Regions from separate parts of the Rattus norvegicus genome. Here region 1 is linked to region 2. A link is a contact called in public Hi-C data. All regions are on one chromosome and are shown on one strand. The core of a region is the stretch at or near the end of the contact, and the rest is flanking DNA. Distances in the headings are between cores, read along the strand shown.

Region 1 (5,268 bases), core at 2,221-4,720, 570 kb before region 2:
GTGGTGCCACCCCTGGACAGGTGGTCTCGGGTGTTTGAGAAAACAGGTTAGGCAAGCTCTGGGAAGCATGGTCTGTAAGTATTAGTCCTCCGTGGCTTCTGCTCCAGTTCCTGCCTCCAAGTTAGTACCTTCAGTAGACTTATAAATTTAAAAAATTCAAAGGCTGTTTCTTTAGAAATGTCCAATTTTCTGTAATTTAATTAAAACTCCAAAATTTCTTCTTAAGATTAAAATCTCTCATCTGTATGCTCCTGCAACATCAAAAGTAAAGTACACATTTTTACTCCAAGTGGGAAGATACAGGGTACAACCACCATCTATAGGAGGCAGAACAAAGTTCTGATAGTGCAGACAATTCAATGCTTAGTATTTGGGATTCGTTCATAATCCTATGGGCTTTTCTGAGGGGCTTGGGTCACCGCTCTGGCCCCACCCTCGGCAGCATATACTTAGCCTGCTTTCTAGATCCAAGCTGGCTCCATTTCACTGTGGGTGGTATCCCTGGTGACTCTCACGTGACACAGACATCTCCAAGACTGCATCTGGATCTTCTGTGAGAACCCATCCCTGTCACACACGGGCAAGCCTCTGCTGTTCTCCATGGCTCCTTCATATCTTTAAAATCAATACCACCTGGATTGCTTTCATGCTACAAAGTTTGGCTGCCAATACAAGGTACCTTCTTACATGGGAATGCGTGGGTGTATAGCTTTAATACTTTACTAAACAGGCATTTCTTTTAAAAATCCTATCTTTCAAAATCTCTGTTTGCATGACAGGAATTATCACATGAAAGTCCATCCTAACCCAAAATGTCTTAGAGATCTATTGTTACCTTCTTAGTTGGGTCAGCCCATGTGGTCATCTTTAATCAAGATGGCTGTGAACATCTGTCTTCTCTAAGCCTAGAAAAGATGGCTTTCAGCCACATGTGTAGGCTTACAAGACCTACACTAATAAATGTTCTTAAACACTTCAACCTTCCTTCCAGAGAAAGGGAAAAGGAAAAGTTAGTAGGAAATGAGGGTTGTGGACCTTTTTAGAATTAGTTCTTCAGGGGCAATTCTGATCTTTGTTGTCAGGATATCAGCAGACCAGTCCAAAACACCAAATATGAATAAATATCAGTTGCTCAATCCAGAAGAAACTGCAAGGCTCCTGCAAATTGGCACAAGACTGAGGAAGTGGCAAGAAGCAGTCAGAATACCATGAGAAGTTCTTTAGCACTTTTCTCTCTAATAAGCCACAGCAGTCAAAGATCAGTGAAGACCAGCAAACTGTTGCAAGATGAACCAATGCAAGAGCATTGTCCGTGAAGGCCAGCAAAGCATTGTGTAGGTGAACCAATGCAACAGCATTGTCCGAGAAGGCCAGCAAAGCGTTGCGAAGGTGAACCAGTGTGAGAGAGTTCTCTCCCTCTAAGTGGGATTATATGTATATTCTTTCTAAACACCACAAAACCCCTCAAGCATTTGCTCCAGCAAAATATCACATGCCCTTTTATAAGGCAGCTTCCAGAAAAACACCACCATGGGTCTGTTCTCAACAAAACACCCTCTCATGTCTGCTTCAGCAAAACATTGCTTCCAGAAAAACAGCACATGACACAACTGAGTCTCCAAAGAAACCAGAAATTTCCATTTCACACATGGCTGCCCAAAGATGGTGGTGAAGTCACATGACATCTACCCTTTCCAACCCTATCAGTGATGACAACCAGCCACGTGGTTGCCTAAAGATGGTGGCAAGCCACATGTTACTTATACCCCACAATGGAATCGTGTCACATGGTTCCTTTAAGATCACTTAATGCATACATTTTTTAACTATCAATTCTGTTACGAGTTTTACTTAACTTTTCCCACAAATGTTACAGATTTTTAACCATACTCAACAAAATTAACTTACAAATCTTGAGGCACCAAATGTTCACATTAACACAGTCTAGTTTTTTTGGCTGCCCTGCTTTGCTCTTTTCTCTCTGTCACACTGCCAGGTGAATTGACCAACACAGGACATTGATCAAAGTTTTAAACATGCTTGGGTCTAGAGAAGGGAGAGCCATAAACCGACTCAAGAGCCAGCTTTTCAGTAAAGTAGAAAATATAAAACAACTCCAACATTATGCACACCCAAAAGACATCTGGGTTCCTGCAGACCTGAATTCAGTGACCAAGAACTTGGAAATAAATCTGAGCCCCTTCCCTAAAAGCAGTCATGGCAGCGGTAGTGGTTGGGGTCTGGTGGCAACAGAGACAAAAAAAAAATGGTATCTATTTCTGTCTCAGATCCATGTGTGTAACCAAATGTAAAGACCCACCAAGAAACGCAGACCAATCCACATACACGACATAGAACATTCTAACCAATCAAAACCAGGCAGCCAGGTGATGGCATAGTATTTGCCCTGGAAAATATTGGGGTCCTTTTCAATTCCCTGCACGTCCCTAGACCAGGATCCCAGAGAACAGAACAGACTGTGACTCATGAGGAGACCTCTATTGGTGCTTGCTACATCTCTCAGCATGAGAGTTCACCCCAATAATCCGCAAACCAAAGGCAGCCACGGAGCCTGGGACAGCCTCAAGGCACATGCCTCCTGACGTGGCTTCTCCGTCCTAGAGTTCCAGGATGAAGGCCCAGTTTTAGAATTTGGGTAGGTGATCTGAATCTTGCTGGGTCCTCCAGAAAATGCTAAACCCACCAGTTCAGAATAAGACCACTATCACAAATTTAACCCCAAATTTGAAGCAAGCTTTGATTAGACACTGGGCAGGTGGATGGACTCCGGCAAGCTCCCTACATGGGTCCGTACTTGGCCATGCAACTCCATGTCTCAGAGGCTTAAAAGGACAAAGCCGCGGGGCCGCTATATTTCCCGCCAGGTTCTATCAGGGACAAGCGTACATCCTGCTCACACACAACCTGCCCACATGAGATCAAGCACAACAAGCTTGTTTAAGGGAGTAAAAACACGTGGCTCGTTTCATCCAATCAGCAAGGGCCTCGGGCATTTCAGGACGTATCTGTGCTTCGGCAAGGGGCTTACAGGTTAGAGGCATTTCTGTATCATGCTTTCTTAGGCACAGCAGTTACAACTTATAACATGACTTTTGCTCTCACAGACCATGTACATACACGTAGGCAAACTCTCACGCACACGAGGGAAAAAAAAAAAAGACTCAGTTGCTTTACTGTGGATTTTACCATCGCTCATTGGGTTTCAGATCTAATTCGTAAAACGCATCATAAATTTTCATACGGTTTCTCGGCCATACCTTGTCATTCCTCCCTCCCTAGCTTGGCCTAAATAACTAATCTGAGCAACACCCATGCTTGAAGTTGCCTGCGCGAGGCTCTGCTCTGGAGCTAAGCTGTGACACATCTGCGTGCTATGCGGGATAAGCATTTTGTAGCTGTAGTAAATAAAGGGCATTGCATAACTCTTACAGAAGAGTGGGGTTTTGCAAGAGAGGACATGACCAGTGCATTAGGAAATAAGAGTGACCTTTCTTCTCATTTGCGATGCTTATGGAGGTGTGTGAATTATAGATCGCTGGGCTATTTATTCAGATCTGTCCTGTTCTGGAAAAGGGATGTGAGGGAGGTGAGGCAAATGCAGATCACGCATCAGCCGTGAACTATGTGGGTTGGTCTCCTTACCCAGAACCGTGGGACATAACTCCATGCACTGTCAGGAGAACACAACAAAGGCAGTTGCTTGAGTGTTGGGGCAGCCAGATGTTGACACTGCCTCACGTGCTACTGTGGCTGTCTTCCCCGTGGCATAGCCTACCCATTCACCACAGTGCTTCGTCTCCACAGTAACCCCCTGTGAAAGCAGACTGCTTGTTCTAAGTGGATTGTCGGCCTGGTTTTAATACACCATTTGCTATTTTCCACATATTGAATTTCCATGCCTAAGTTACAGAACTCTAGATTCCAACTCATAGCGTCAGATACTGGGCAGGTTTCTATTTGTGAAGATTAAAAGTAACCCAAGCACGGTGGCAGGAAAAAGATCGGCAGTTCAGAGTCATCTGCTACTTGGTTTGATCCTGGGCTACAGGAGACCTTGTCACAAAGCAAACAAAGATCTTCCAATCCTGTCACCACCATGCCGGGTGTGAAAGGAAGGACAGAGGCAAGCTTGATTTAGTCTAGGAACGAGTGAAAAGTAGTATCTAGGAGTGTTGCTAGAGGAAGACCAGAGAGAGCACACTGAGTGCCAGCTTGGTTTCTAAATGAAGCATGAGGCTAAGGTTATGTCAAACAGCAGTGCAGGCGCAGGTCAGATGAGCCGTTTGATCCGCTCCTTCATAAAGAATGTCGGCTAGGGAGAACTCTAAAGTGGAGGGCACCTGAAGCCGCTGCTGGAAAGCACCAATCTGGAAATGCCCTCGGAACTGTTTTTAAACAAGTATTCGACTGGGACAAGATCTATCTGTGACCAAGGCTAGCCATGGGTTCGAAGCCCTCTTCCCTCATCTTCCTCAGAGCTGGAGTTACGGGCATCTTCCACCATGCTCAGCTCAGAACATCTCCTCTGCCCCTTTTTTGTTCAGTCAAAGAACACAGCCTAACTTAGGACTTCTTGATCGCAAGAATGGTTTAGATTGGAATTTTATTTACACCGATGCATCTATTAGGACTCAAAGCAGCTTGCAAACCCAGCGCCTGGGAGGCTGGAGCGGGAAGATCAAGACTTCAAGACCTTCAAAACAAATCAGAAAACAAAACCAAACCAAACCAAACCAAAACAATAATGGCCCAAAGGTTATGGGGGTAATCGGCTGCATTTGGATCAGAGTTAAGTCCTGCTCCACTGTCAATCTGTGCAAAAGCCCATGGGTCGGAAGGTCAGAGGGCCTAGGGAGAAGCCTACTACTCTTTTGTGGTGAATGATGATGCTGCCAAACTTCCTTCTAGACATTTGTGCTCATCAACAAGTGTTTTCCCCAACCTTAGCCGAAGAAGCTTCTCTCTACAGCGTTTACCATAACTCGCCGAAGACTCGCAACTTGTCAAAGAGATGAGAATAAGTATCTGCTGAATATTCAGTCTTAAATCTGACATCGCTATCAAACCTCCTCCTCCCCAAAGCTCGGGTACCACCTCGGAAGAGGAACAGGAAGGATTGACAAGATGGCGGACGGGGAGCTGCGCCCTGAAATGCTCTCTCTGAGATACGCCATGCTTGGTGAGCCTGTGAACTCAGTGTGCCACCCCCACCCCCCCCCCACCCCCGTGAGCTCTCTGTAACTGTGA
Region 2 (5,507 bases), core at 2,632-5,131:
GTAACAGCCGATTTGATGTGGACCTGTCTCTTCCTGGTCACTCACATTGGACTTGTGGTTGCCATTCGGGGTGGGTCTAGATGGGGAAGTAGAGACGTTTCTTGGCCTGAGTCTCTAACAGTAGAGATGTAGGAGAGAGAGAGAGAGGGCCAGGAGACCGGCTGTGGACTGCAGGGAGCTACACCCAGATCTGGTGGTAGCATTAGTTGGATTTGGGGCAGCAGAGATACTCTGGTTCCCGGAAAATGGTGCAACCGATGTTTGGTTGCAATAAATCTGGAATACATAAGGAAAGAGAAGTCACAGGTAAATTTTCAGAACCATCCACAGCTAAGCTCCGTTTGCACTCTGTAGTAACATTCAAGCACGTCACAGTCTCTGTGGCTGCAGTAGAGAAAGTCAAACACAGGGTCTTAGGGACACTAAGGACTCAAGCTCCACCCCTGAACTACACTCTTCAGTCTCCGCTCTATCCTGAGACTGCTTTTCCCCCACATTGTTCTCTTAGCCACGTTTTAAATTCTGAATTCTTACTTGGCATCATTCCCACTTGAAATCTCACCAAAACGATACTCTTTAGTTTTAAAACTACCTCCGCAGATACCTAAAGAATACAAACAGTAAGGGCAAAAGTCCTTGAAGCCCTATGTGGTGATGTACCACCTCAGCACTGGGAAAGCAGGGGCAGAGAAGTCACGAGTTCGAGGCCAGCCTTAGCTACATGAGATCGTCTGTCTCAAAAACAAAGAGTTCTCCGGACCACAGATGCTAAGAGCAAGAGTAACAGTTTCTAGTTCTGCACAGTGTAATAAAGTATCTGCTTAATCTAGTTCCCGTAGTATAGGATTGGCTAGCATTGCAGGCAAGGTTTCCTGGTTTCCCTAGACATGGGGATATTTTAAAGTTACTTAAAATTTTTGATCTTTAAAATACTGTAATTGAGCCAGGTCGGTAGTTCTGATCTGTAACCCTAGCACCAGAGAATGAAACCCGAGAGATCTAGACCTCAAGGCCAGCCTGGGTTTTATGCCTAGACTCTGTCTCAAGAAAATAAAACCTGAGCTGGAGAGATGGCTCAGAGGTTAAGAGCACTGACTGTTTTTCCAGAGGTTCTGAGTTCAAATCCCAGCAACCACATGGTGGCTCACAACCATCTATAATGAGATTTGATTCTGAAAGAAAGAAAGAAAGAAAGAAAGAAAGGAAGAAAGAAAGAAAGAAAGAAAGATTTACATGTGGTCAAGAATTGTGGCACATGTAAATCCTGACACTTCAGGAGGAGGCAGAGGCAGGCAGGTCTCTCTAAGTTCTGGTCTACCAAAAAAACCCAAAAACCAAAACAAAAAACAAACAAACAAACAAACAAAAAAACAAAACACCAACCCAGTCAGCACTACATAGTTGGATAAGTGGGGCTTATCTCAAAAACAATCAAAACCTTGTATGTGGTGGAGGGTGGGGGTCGTAGGGAATGTGTGTCTGCACACACTTTTGTCAGGTGAATGAGATCTGTGAGTTTGTGGGATCACAGCCCATCCTGGTTGTGCTGAGTCTCTGGCTTCGAACAGCCCGGGAAACATTGCCTTAAGGAAATATCTTAACATTTAAACTTAAAAGCATATATCTGCTCCTTTGAAATCTTGAAATTATAACCCTTACCAAAACCAAAAAAAATTTGTCTTAAATTGAAAAAGTGGGAACTGCCCACCTAGGGATGCCACTCAGTGGCAGAACATTTGCTAGTAAGCACAGGCTCGGAGGCTAAGAATAACAAGAATTAATTTAATTAATTAATTAATTAATTTAATCTGAATTTCAAAAAATACTGGCTCTACGGCAGTAGGATTTCGGTTAAAACATCCCCACCCCCACCCCGCACGTAAGACAGGGTTTGGTATTAAATTTCACCAGCTCATTGCCTGGTGACTGGCTAGACTCTGTGGCCGAGAACCGAGGCTTCCTCTTGTGTCCCAGCAACCTAGTGGCATATTCGCCGCTGGTTTTGCAAGCCTTGAAAAGCACAGTCCGGCGAGGCACGTGATACTCTCCTTTGTCACGGAACAAAGGCTGATCCGAGTTTTCAGCCCTCACTGAAAGGAGGGTTTGCCAGGGCTTGCTAGAGCTTCCGATTACAAGCAAGAGGGAGGGCGACGTGGCACCAAGTAAAGAATCTAGCCACAGGTACTTTCGGCCGCCCCTGGATCCCAAGATAAGCCCGCCTGTGTCTGCATTAGCTCCTTTTGTTCTCCAGCCGTAAGGCCATTAAGCAAATATTGACTAAAGAAATGTGCAAATCGTATCCAAAGTAGATTTGCGCACACCAAAATCCTGATCCAGACACTTAGACTTACTGGGGGCCTACTGTGTGTCAAGATAAGACCCTGTCCGATCAGGAAGTGGCATTCCCACAAAAAAAAAAAAAAAAAAAGGAAAACCTTAATATGCTAAGTTGTTTAAAACACGGAGCCTGTCCTATGGGTACCCGAAAGTAACCGTTCTTTATTTTTACAAAGATCTTTTACTACTGCAGGTGACAAAAAAAAAACCCTAAATAATAATAATAATAATAATAATAATAATAATAATAATAATAGTAACGGAGCCCAATGCTCAATCTGTGTCTAGAGGTCCTCTCCAACACCAACAACCAATTTTTACATGTTAATTATTAAATTGGCACTTAACAGTTCTCCACCAAGCTCCCTTGATTTGCTTAACCAACACCTCCCTCTCAACATTTCTATGGGGAAGGGAGCTGAGAAGGGAATCCGGGTGAGACCAACCAGTTTCGGGATGCTGAGCCCCTCCTAGATGGGGGTTCGGGAGGACTGAGAAAGGCCCCGGGGCACAGCCAACCCACAGAGAAGACAATGGGGTACAGTTACCCTGCCTGAGATGGGGAAGACGAAGCGCGCTCCAAGCTCTTGGGCTGCTCTCCCAGGTGAGCCCGGAGCCTGGATCTCTAGGGTCCGAAAATCTGGCGCGCCCAACTTTTCAGGGGCGAAGCCCGAGGGACATCCCTGAGCGAACCGAAGGCTGTGGAAAGCCACGGTCTGCTTCTCCGAGTCCCGCCCTGGTCTCCCAGGCTCAGGTCTCATTCTGGGCGCGGCTCCTTCACCCTTTCGCTAAGGCAGCTAGAGCAGCGCCACCCATGGTGTTGGGGGGTGAGATCTGTACCCGGGACAAATCTAAGAGAGGAAACGGCTGTGGACTAGGACAAAGCCTGGCGGAGAATCGGGACACTGGAGTCCTGCCCTCCGTCTCTACAGTGCCATTGGGTCTGGGCTGAGATGGGGCCCCTAAGGTGGCCAGGGATGGAGGTGTGGGGTCGCACCGCGGGAGTTTGTGGCGTCGGGAGGTCCCTAGCTTCAGGACTGAGAACCCCCGGTGGAAGACAGAGCCACAACCAGGGATTCCTGGGCGATCTCCAAACCAGTTTGGACGGTGGAGAATGGGCGTGTGCCACGCTCCCCCGAAGGGGACCGTCCCCTCTCTTTGTGTGGTTCGCAGGGAGCTCGAAGACCCTCCGTGGGAGGGGAGGGGGGGCTCTCTCTAGGGAGTCCACTCCACGAGTTCCCCAAGTCACATAAAATTCTCTCCCTACCCCTGTGCGTGGCCGGAGGTAGGGACTTCACCCCTGCTACACACACACACACACACACACACACACACACACACACACACACACACACGCCCCCAGGACGCGGCCCCACGCCACACCGAGAGCAGGGTCTCACCTGCGTGGGTAGGAGCAGTGCCAGAAGCAGCAACCCCAGCCCTAGCCTGACCACCATCGCTCTGCCCATGTCCGCTCCGTCGGCGCGCGGCGCGACTCTCTGGATGCTCGGTGCGTGGAGATGTGCTCGGCTGGCGCGGACGCAGGCAAGGTGGGGAGCGCGGCCGGCCGGCGGGACCTTATATACCGGGACAGCCACAATAGCCGTGACGTGCGGCGCCCGCCCACCCCTGCTCTCCTCCTACCCTGCCGCCTCCCCGCTCCCCACCCCCCTGCGCCGCTCTCGCCCCCTCCCCCGCCGCCTGCTCGGAGCCCGCCCGGGTGACTTGGGATGTCCCGAGGCGGCCAGCGCGGCAGGTGGGCGGACGCCCGGGGCTGTGACCCAGCTAGGGTTTCCCGGGGCGGGCAGCGTGCACAGGCGCTGGCGACTCCCACACGGGACCCGGGGCGAGCACACGAACCACACACGCCGCCCGGCCTAAGTTTCCTTTGTTTCCCCGGCCCTGCCATCTTACCCCCCAACAGGAAAAGTCGAAGCCGCGGGCGCCGCGCAGACTGCGCGGAGCTCGGGGCTGGGTTTTCTCAAGTGCCCGCTGCAGGGGGGAACTGGGCAGGCTTGGCAGGTCCCTGGGCCGTGGCGCGTGGGGTTGGCGAGCAGACCCGGCGCCGCCTCGCGCTGTCCCTTGGCGGCTGCACCGCAGGGATCGCAGGGATCGCAGGGATCGCAGGGATCCCGGACCCCAGCCGTGAGTATGCTCGGCTGGGCGGCCGCCCCTCGCTCGGCTGCTTGCTTTGTGTTTTGAGCTGGTCTAGTGCTGCATTCAGCAGAGCGCACCCGGGCAAACCCCCCGCAGCATCCACCCGGACCTAGGGAACAGCCAACTGCGCACGGCCACGGGGCGGGACACTGAGAGGGACTGAGTTTCGGTCCAAATAATCTCCACGTTTCTGGGGACGCGCTTGTTCTGCCCAGTACTTGCTCAAGCCATTTTCCTCCATAGCTGCCGTGTAAGTCATTTTGACGAACCGATGCAAAAAGAGCAGTCATCGGTCTGTACGTTTTAATGGAATCTTTCTTTCGACCCTCTTCCTTTGTGAGAACTCAAAAGCAAATTTGAAAATTATTTAGTGGTGGAATATTTTTAAATTTTAATCACAGGGTTCTGGACCTTCCTATTTAAAGTGGTAGCCCACGTGTTTTGCGGCCCGTAAAAAGCCAAACAAAACAAACCTAGCAACGGTGGAAATTTGTTTAAATTTCAATTTTTTGCAGAACAGCCTCGTAAAAGCAGAGTTTTATGGGTGCAGGCTGACAATGGACTCCGTAGTCGTCGGTTTGTGGCTGCGTTGGCCTGAGCCTTACCGGGTCAGCCACAGCCGCTCAGTAACTTTCCACGTGTGAGATGTGCTTGGACACACAGGAATTTCTGTATAGCGCCAGTGAACTTTCCTGTCTAACAGTTACCACACTGTATAGAAAGGTCATTCTGTGCCCAGCTCCCGGCTCCTCACCGAGGGTGGCGCCTAATCCCAAGCGCCCGCCCGGGTCTTCAGAGCTTCTCCGGGACAGACTAGGGGACTTCTCCTGCTGTTGCTCCAGGTTTTGCCCTCCGATTGTTTTTCTGCCCCTCTCCTCAGTTCTCCATTCTTCCCCCTCCTTCCTCTTACTTCGTCTCCCGCCCCTTCTCTTGGTATTAGCTTAAGGAAATGTGCTGGTGAGGTAGCCAACAATACAGCCTCTGGAGCCAGGTATCCTGGCTCAAATGCTGTG

Evidence for each region. A called contact is a pair of places that touch in the nucleus more often than the background predicts.
Region 1: a Hi-C map of hepatocytes shows a contact between it and region 2, with 2.1 times the contacts expected there. The contact joins the enhancer-like site here to the promoter of Cd24 in region 2. A contact is called at or near these places in 5 of 12 Hi-C or Micro-C datasets (Schwann cells, frontal cortex, hepatocytes and 2 more).

The regions. Positions count from the first base shown.
Region 1 is chr20:49,219,988-49,225,255 of GRCr8, reverse strand. No RefSeq gene overlaps it. Among named protein-coding and RNA genes, the nearest start is that of Crybg1, 19 kb to the right of the region's middle. Within about 2 kb of position 3,470, at least 2 of the 93 cell types and tissues checked have an H3K27ac peak or open chromatin away from gene starts, as enhancers often do. A contact at or near this core is called in hepatocytes, where this site is marked.
Region 2 is chr20:48,654,851-48,660,357 of GRCr8, reverse strand. It overlaps Cd24 (CD24 molecule), which reads right to left and starts at 3,881. Exons shown (of 2, transcript NM_012752.3): 1 at 3,738-3,881; 2 at 1-276. The coding sequence starts at 3,806. The coding sequence ends at 115.